2 separate regions of the Mus musculus genome follow, and region 2 is linked to region 1. A link is a contact called in public promoter capture Hi-C data. All regions are on one chromosome and are shown on one strand. The core of a region is the stretch at or near the end of the contact, and the rest is flanking DNA. Distances in the headings are between cores, read along the strand shown.

Evidence for each region. Promoter capture Hi-C pulls out the DNA fragments that hold promoters and counts their contacts.
Region 2: a contact with region 1 is called in a promoter capture Hi-C map of second pharyngeal arch cranial neural crest. The contact joins the promoter of Hadha here to the promoter of 4831440E17Rik in region 1. A contact is called at or near these places in 1 of 39 promoter capture datasets (second pharyngeal arch cranial neural crest) and 1 of 484 Hi-C or Micro-C datasets (B cells).

The regions. Positions count from the first base shown.
Region 1 is chr5:25,498,424-25,502,492 of GRCm38.p6, forward strand. It overlaps 4831440E17Rik (RIKEN cDNA 4831440E17 gene), which reads left to right and starts at 1,374. Exons shown (of 1, transcript NR_030700.1): 1 at 1,374-4,069. It overlaps Kmt2c (lysine (K)-specific methyltransferase 2C), which reads right to left and starts at 360. Exons shown (of 59, transcript NM_001081383.2): 1 at 1-360. The coding sequence starts at 127.
Region 2 is chr5:30,152,541-30,156,727 of GRCm38.p6, forward strand. Hadha (hydroxyacyl-CoA dehydrogenase trifunctional multienzyme complex subunit alpha) reads right to left here and starts at 2,440. Exons shown (of 20, transcript NM_178878.3): 1 at 2,342-2,440. The coding sequence starts at 2,408. Hadhb (hydroxyacyl-CoA dehydrogenase trifunctional multienzyme complex subunit beta) reads left to right here and starts at 2,713. Exons shown (of 16, transcript NM_145558.2): 1 at 2,713-2,799.

The sequences.
Region 1 (4,069 bases), core at 124-2,623:
CTTTGCGAGGCCGGCCCCGAGGTCTTTTGTCTGCGGCTGCGGGGCTCGGGGCCGGGGCTCCGGGCTCCTCGGGGGGTGCTGGCGGCGGCTGCTGCTGCTCCGCGCTCCGGTCCTCCTCCGACGACATCCTAGTCACCAGGAAAGACACATGGATCCCCGTCCTCCTCCTGGGGGGCTCCTCCCGCCGCAGCGGCCGCAGCCGCCGCCGCTGCTGCTGCTCGAGTTGCTCCTCCCCGGCTCAGCCTCTCGCATTTCCCGCAGCCCCGGGAGCAGCAGCAGCAGCAGCAGGTACCGGGAGAGGCGGCAACATGGAGCTAGCAGGACACGCACTCACACACATCGGCGCGGGCGCGCGCACTCGGCGCGCAGGGGCCGGCGGGGGGCGGCGGGCAAGCGGGCGGGGCGGGCGGGGCCGGCCGCGCGGGGCGGGGCGCCGCGGCCAAGGCTGGGGCCGGCGGGGCCGGGCCGGAGGGCGGCGCCGAGCGGGGCGGGGCGGGGCGCGACGCGAGGGGCGCGGGCCGGGGGCGGCCGCAGGGGTCTCCGCCCGGCCCCTCCCCCAGGCCGCCCGCGGCGGGAGGAGAAAGGGCCGCGGAGGGGGGCGGCGGGCCGGGCCGGGCCGGGGCGGGGCCAGCCACCCCTCCCCCGCGCCGTCAGCCCGTCAGGCCCACGCCGCGGCGAAGTTTTGACAGCTGCTCCAGTTGTTGTGGTGGGTTCCGGGGTGGTGCGAGCGCCGGCCCCTCGGTCGCGCGCTGGCGATCGCTCCCTCACACACTGCTCGCTCACGGCGTTCCCTGTGGCTAGCTCCCTCACGCTCGGTTCAACGCACGGCTAGCTCTCGCTCTTCCCTATCGTTTGCCCGCTCTCCGGCCGGCGCTTTGCTGCCTCACGCTCAGGATCGCTCCCTCACGCTAGCTTTCGGCCCCATCAAGCTTGGCTCCCTCACGCTGGGATCCCTCTCGCTCGCTCGCGAACGCTCCCCCACGCCCGCTCTCTCTCTGGGGGCAGCAAAGGAGGAAGTTTTGCGGCTGTGCGTTCACCACACAAACAACACACGCACACGGCAGTGGCCGTCGCGCGAGGCCTGCACCCGGGTCCCCCGGGGCGACCCGCACCACAGACCTCTCAAACTCGCCGCCGGCTCGCCCACACACAGGCGCCTCCCGCCCCCGCCCCCAGCGCGCTGCTGCCACTCACGGGGCTGAGTCCGCGCATGCGCCCCGCGCTACCCGGCCGCCGCCGCTGACCTCACCGCCCCTCCCCCGCCCGCTCTGACGCGGCGGTGGCTGCAACTCGGGCTCTGGCGGGCGCTAAGCTGCGGACCGGGCATCCGGGATCAGGGTCCAGCCCGGCCGGAGGAGGGGGGAGGGATCGATGTAAACACTCCGGAGCGTGCACCCGCGTGCGGTGCGCGCACGTGCGTCCGCGACCCCCTGCGGGCGTGGGCCGCTCCAGGCCTGGCGGAGTCCCACGTAGGCTTCCCTAGTGCGGCGCAACCGTGGCAGGACAACGTTAGATCCTAACTCCAGCTGTAGTTTCTCCGTCCGACGTCATGTTTTAAACACCGTGAGACCGGAGGCTGCCGTACAAAAAACCAAGCGGACAGGTTGAGTGGGAAAAAAATGTCTCTACACCGAGAGAAATGCATCAGCGTGAACGTTGTGTGTGCTCAAGATTTAAAAATGGAAATACTGCTAAGCTGTTTCCCATTAAAAAAAAAAAAACGATTCGTTAAAAATGGGGCCAGAATTGCCCAGGACGCCGCGTTTCGTTTGCACTATGGATTGCCTTGTAGGAGTGAGAAATAGTAGAGATGGGAAAACGGATCTGTGGAGCGGCGTGGAAGGCTTAGAGTAGCCTGTCAGGCGCTGAGCTGCTCGGAGCCTGGAATCCGAGCGCACTTTGCGATCAGTTCTTTCCATTCTCAACAGTTTCAATGCTGGGCAAAAAGAATACACTTGTTTCTAGAGGTCCTGTTCACCTTCCTGCCACCCAATAGCCAGGCTATTAACATTGAACTGGGCTTCGCATCTGGATCAAACTTTGATCGTCTAGTGCATATTATAGCTGTAATCATTTGTTTGTTTGTTTATTTGCAGTGGCTAAAGTTGAATCGTTGAATCATTTGAATTGATTGCAAGTTTAATCCCTTGCAGGCCTTTTCAGCTTTATTATATGTACAGTCAAAGGAAGCTTGGAGCAGGGAAGAAAGCTGCCATATGAAAGGTAAGCTACAAATTAAAAGGAGAGAGGAAATTGGGGTTTCTAGACAAATTAAATTACTTGTCGTTGTGGTATATTGAACCCAGAACTGCACACACAGCTAAGCTAACACTCCACCACTGAGTTTTATCCCTAGACGGAATCGTTTTTAAAGATTTTTTTTAAGAAATGTTTTTTGTTTGTATTCGTGTCCGCATGAGTTTATGTACACCATGTACGTGGAGATACCTGAGAAGGCCAGAAGGTGTTCAGTCCCCTAGATTGAGGTTACAGGCAATTGTGAGCTGCCATGTGGGCACTGGAAATCAACTCCAGTTTCCTGCAAGAACAGTGCTCTGAATCGCTAAGCCAGCTCTCCAGCCCCTGGACCTGGCTTTTAAATATAAACTTTTAAAATAAAGCCTTTTTCTTTTGATACTAGAATAAGAAAAGTATTCATCTAAAAAAATTAAACGTTATATTATTGTTGCTATGGTTAAAATAGAGGAATGGGCATGGAACCAGGTATAGTGGCCCATACCTTTAATACCAGGACTAGAAAGACAGGCAGATGGATCTCTATGAGTTTGGGGACAGCATGGTCTGCATAAGACAACCCAACCAAGACTACATAGTGAGACCCTGTCTTTCAAAAAAAAAAAAAATTAGGGCTATACATAATGAAACTTATGATACTTGGCTTCAGGTGTGTAGTTATTCATGTAATTCATAAATTAAGAGATGATAGAACTTAATAAAAAATTGTAAAATATAGCTCAAAATCAAATGGGCTTGATGATACAACCCTATAACCCAGTACTTGGGAGGAGGAAGCAGGAGGATGAGTAGTAGTTCAAAGACATTTCTCACTCTGTAGTGGAATGGAAGCCAGCCTAGGAAATGCATAGCACCCTATCTCAAAAATAATAATACAAAGACTGAAGAGATGGCTCAGCCCTTAAGATCCTGTACTGCTGGTGCAGAGGACCTGGGTTCCATTCCTAGAATCCAGATAAGGCAGTTCACAGTTACCTATGACACCAGTTCTGAAGGAATCTTTCTGCTGCTGTTGCACCTGTATTCATGTGCATAGACAGACACATACACATACAAACAAATCCTAGAAAGGTAAGAGGTAGGGGTGGGTGGCTAGTAAGCTCAGTGGCTAAGAGCATTGGCTGCTCTTCCAGAAGACCCAGGTTCAGTCTTGCCCATGGAGGCTCACTACTCTGTAACTTCAGTTCCACGGGATATGACACCATCTTCTCACCTCCGTGGACAGCAGACATGCACATGGTGCACAGACAAACATACCATAAATATACATTGTTTATTAAAGAGATTTAAAAATACAAGATTCAGCCGGGCAGTGGTGCACATACCTTTAATCCCAGCACTTGGGACACTGAGGCAGGTGGACCTCTGTGAGTTTGAGGTCAGCCCGGTTGGCAAAGCAAGTTTCTGGACAGCCAAGATTACAAACAAAAGAAAAAGAAAAAGCATAAACCACCAAAATATGGATGCTTTGCACAATTGAACTTAGTTCGTATTTTTGAAAACATGAAATATTCTACATTGTTTTTGGTATGTCATTTCTATTTTTGCATGTGTTGTATTAAATATAAACATTTTAGGGGAAAAGGAAAATTTTTATTAAATGAGTTTAAAAACACAAGATTGAGCCAGGCAGTGGCATACATACCCTTAATCCGAGTACTTAGGAGGCAGAGGCAGACAGATCTCTAAGTCTGAGGCCTCAAAGTGAAGCACCAGAAAGACTAGAGGGAAGCTCGATGTGGTGGTACCCATACAATCTTTCTGAACAACCAAGCCAGGTATAATAATGCATGCCTCTAATCCCAGGGCAGAG
Region 2 (4,187 bases), core at 1,190-3,689, 4.7 Mb after region 1:
TGATAGTCATGTTAGAATAACAGTATTGTACAAGATCTCTTTCACAGTAAGTGCCATAGTTCATTAAGCATTTGGCAATGCCTCCACACACTCTCAGGGTCAAGGACAGACCTGCTGAGTCTAGACTCTAAATAGTAAATCAGGTGTACAGCTAATTTTAAATAGACTTTCCTGCATATTTTTTCAAAGTGCATAAGCTGGTATTAAAATAATCTGTAGCTATAATAGACTACATTTTCTTTTCTTTTTTTTTTTTTCTTTAAAGATTTATTTATTATACGTAAGTACACTGTAGCTGTCTTCAGACACTCCAGAAGAGGGCATCAGATCTCATTACGAGTGGTTGTGAGCCACCATGTGGTTGCTGGGATTTGAACTCAGGACCTTGGGAAGAGCAGTCAGCGCTCTTAACCTCTCTCCAGCTCTAGACTACATTTTCTTAATGAAAAAAAAAATACAACTTATATATTTAGATATGTTTCTATGTAGAAGTATAGGAAAATTTAGCTGTTAGCTTTTTATTACCTATGTAAAATGGATAGATTACAAGTTCTCAGCTATATATAGTCATTGCTTCTAAGGGATAAAAAACTAATAACATTTATTGAGAATGTATGCCTATGTGTTATACCTAATATAACTTCTTTAGATTTAACATGATTGACTCCATTTTACCAATGATAAAGATACTGAAATTAATTCCCAAGGTCACTAGAAGGTAAACTGTAGATTCAAGCCAGATGACAGAGTCCGTATTTAATGCTTTTAATTGCTCCATCATACTACTTCTCCTGTCAAAGAAAAAAAATCACTCTCATTCATTTCACAGATGGGAAAAGAAAGCCCATTTAGATGAAAGGGCAAAGTCAACAGCTAGCTAGTGACAAGAGAACATGTGACCCAATCACCACTCCAGTGCTAACCTGGCTGCCAATTCATGAAAGTACCTTACATCAAATACAGGACCATAGGTGCCTTTTTTCCCCTAAAACTGTTATAAATGTGGAAAAGGAAACACAACCAAGTGCAAACAGGAGACATAGAGATCGATGGATCTTTCTTTCTTTCTTTTTTGGTTTTTCCGAGACAGGGTTTCTCTGTATAGCCCTGGCTGTCCTGGAACTCACTCTGTAGACCAGGCTGGCCCTGAACTTAGAAATCCACCTGCCTCTGCCTCCCAAGTGCTGGGATTAAAGGCGTGTGCCACCATGCCCGGCTCTTTTCTTTTTTTTAAAAGACAGGGTCTCACTGTGTAGCCCTGACTGGCCTGGAACTATGTAGACCAGACAGGAACACAAAGACCCACCTAATATTAAAGGTGAATTAGCACCCAGTCCACTTCACTTTTTTTTTTTTTTTAATTTTTTTTTTTTTTTTTTTTGGTGGGTAGCAATTTTGGCTATTTACACATAATCGATCTATGGAGGTTTTTAAAAAAGTAGAAAAAGATTCAATCAATTAAATGCCAGGGGAGGGTAAGAGAAGTAAATTCTACACGCATCCCTTTTTTTTTGTGAGGAAAATTAAAGTGAATTCACGTTACAAACTAAAGTCTGGGAAGTAACTAGTATCAAGTATGATACACAATGAAGTTACATTTGCCCTTACAGATTTGGGATGTCTGGGAAAAGGCTGTTTTCTAACAACACCCCTTTAACCCTTTCACTGCCAGCTTGAAAAGGAATGCAGTTCCTGGAGCCTGACTGGGAATCGACAGAAATGAGATTAGAAATAGTTTCTAAGTGATCAAAAATTTTTTTCCTCATCAAAATTTCTTTGCCTAAGTCGGAGAACCTCCAGTTTCAACCTTCTATACATTCAAACTAAGATTACTGAAGTGGGAGAGCTGAGTTCTCTGGGGGGGAAAAATGGTTTTGACGGAAAAGATCAAGGAGTGGCATTGATCTGTAAGGCTAGTAGTCAATGTCACCGAGAAGGCTGATAGATATCTCTTATGGCGACTAACATGTAGTAGAGCCTCAAAAATGTGACAGGTCTTACTTAGTCCTCCGAACTTAGCGGTGTCAGGGCCAAGACAAACATTAAGGGAGACAAGAGGGGCGTGAGCTCAGGGCTACAGCAGAGACCTGCGCAAACTGCCAGACTAAGTGGAAAAGACTCAGGAAAGTTAGGGGAGAGCCTGACACTGCCGGAGCAGGGCGAGAGAGGGTGTGACAGTTCCTTTACAAGGACACAGGAAATAGGGTCTCGGAACAGTAGCCCCATTTCCACGGGTCCCGGGAAAGGGGTGGGAGGCAGACAGTGAGAGGCAAACGCTGCTCCCCGCCGCCCCAGTTCCTGAAGGCACTCCGAGACTCTCCCGAGCCCTCTCCAGGCTCACCTCTGGAGCGTAGGATCCTGAAGGCAGAGAAGCGACTGAGACTGCCAATCGCCCGGGACGCCACCATCTTGAGCAGAAGAGGACGAAAGCTCTTCTAGTGGGGGGCAATGGAGCCGAGGGCTTTTCTTTTCTGAGCCTGTCCGGCAGGGTGTCCTAAGTGCCGCCTTACTAAAACGCAGACTCTGAGTTGCCACCCGTCCTGTCGCCCTACCTCTTGCTCTCAACTAAGCGAGCCGAAAGGATGATTTCTCTGAAGGTGAGACTAAGGACCTCCGAGGAGAGGGCGGAGTGTCTGACTTTCTGCTCAGGCGTTCAGCGGGCAGCCCGTAAATGCCGCGGTGATGGCGGGCGGGGCGAGAGGGGGTCCTTGCGGAGCGGGAGCCGCCCCTCGGCGTGGGCGGACGTTTGTCAGTCTGGACTTGACCTTGTTGGCAGCGGCAGTTTTCGCGGACTCTAAGGTGCGGCAGCGCGCTTCTCGGTTTTCTTCTGATTTCCCCACAGGCAGGTGCCACTTTGCTCCCGACTCTTCTCGTCGATGCCCGCGGCCGCTTCCCTTTGCTGTGAGGGTCGAAGTCCCAAGAGCGGGACAGGCTGGTCCAGGCCTCCAGTGCGAACCGCCTCAGGGCGGGCGGTGGTCGCGTTCTCGCGTAGCTCGCGGCAGCGGTGTCTTCTGTCTGCATTTGTCACTTCAGGTTTACGAATGGATTGCGTGTGTGTGAAACGCTGGGCTGTGTCAGAGCGGTGTCGTTTCCCCTGTTGTTGACCTGTCTAGGCAGTCTGGCGGCTGTAGAGATTGAGAACGCGTCGTTAAGTGCGGGTCTCGGGGGTGAAAGCAGCCAAGACAGTCCTCCAGTCTGCTTGGTGATCCAGGGTTCACGGACATTTTCTAACCCAGCAAACATCTGGGCAAACCTGCCACCCCTCACTCTTTTTTCTGTGAAGTAGCCGTAGCTAGTGACTGAGACTGCGCCACAGGTGGTAGAATTAGTCTAGAACCTAAGTCTACTTTTAATTGAGAGTTCAGCTCTTCTGGGCGCCAGGGTGTGAGTTGTTTGTTTTGGTGCTGGAAAGATGAGCCCTGAAATAAACTGATTGTTTTCAAAAGAAAGTAAAGTCAGCTTCCGGTGTGTGCACCATTTTGTTTAATACGCACAAACCCCACGTTTCATTTGCACTTTCGGTGACTTGACAGGCTCAGAAAGATTATAATACCTTCTCTGTGGCAAGCCAGGATTCAAACAGAAGTGGCACTTGCTAGTTAATTGATTATTCTGCCACACAGGAAAGAAATGGCTAAAATGATTCTAGAAAGAAAGGAGCGTCCTGTTTTAAAGCTCTAGTCAAACTAAGTCTTCCACCACCAAGAACACTTTAAGCTGGTACTAAATGACCACTTCGGAGTAAATTGCAAAAAAGGAACCCTTTTCCCATACCACGCCTTCCACTACACCTATTTCATATCCTTTTTTTGTAAAGAGCCACACAGAAAATAGTTTGTTTTGTGAGCCCACCCTGTGCTCTGTTACATACTTGTTTTGTGTTGCCTGCAGCTTTTTATCATTTTTCCTAAACTAGAGATGGAACTGACAAAAACGGAACCATTCACACACATACACGTTGCAACTCTTTGAAGGTGTAAAAACCAGAGCTGGTAGAGATCTTGTTCATATGGGCCCTGGCTTCACAGTTAGCCCTTCAAAATTGGGGGGTGGGGGGTGGAGGGAGGGGGAACGACCCCAAAAAACAAGAAATCATGTGAAAGAAAAACACTTTTATTGAGGGTTTTGGGTTATATTTTGCTAATGCTTGATTTAAAGTGCCTTTTTTTTTTTTTTTTTTTTTTTTG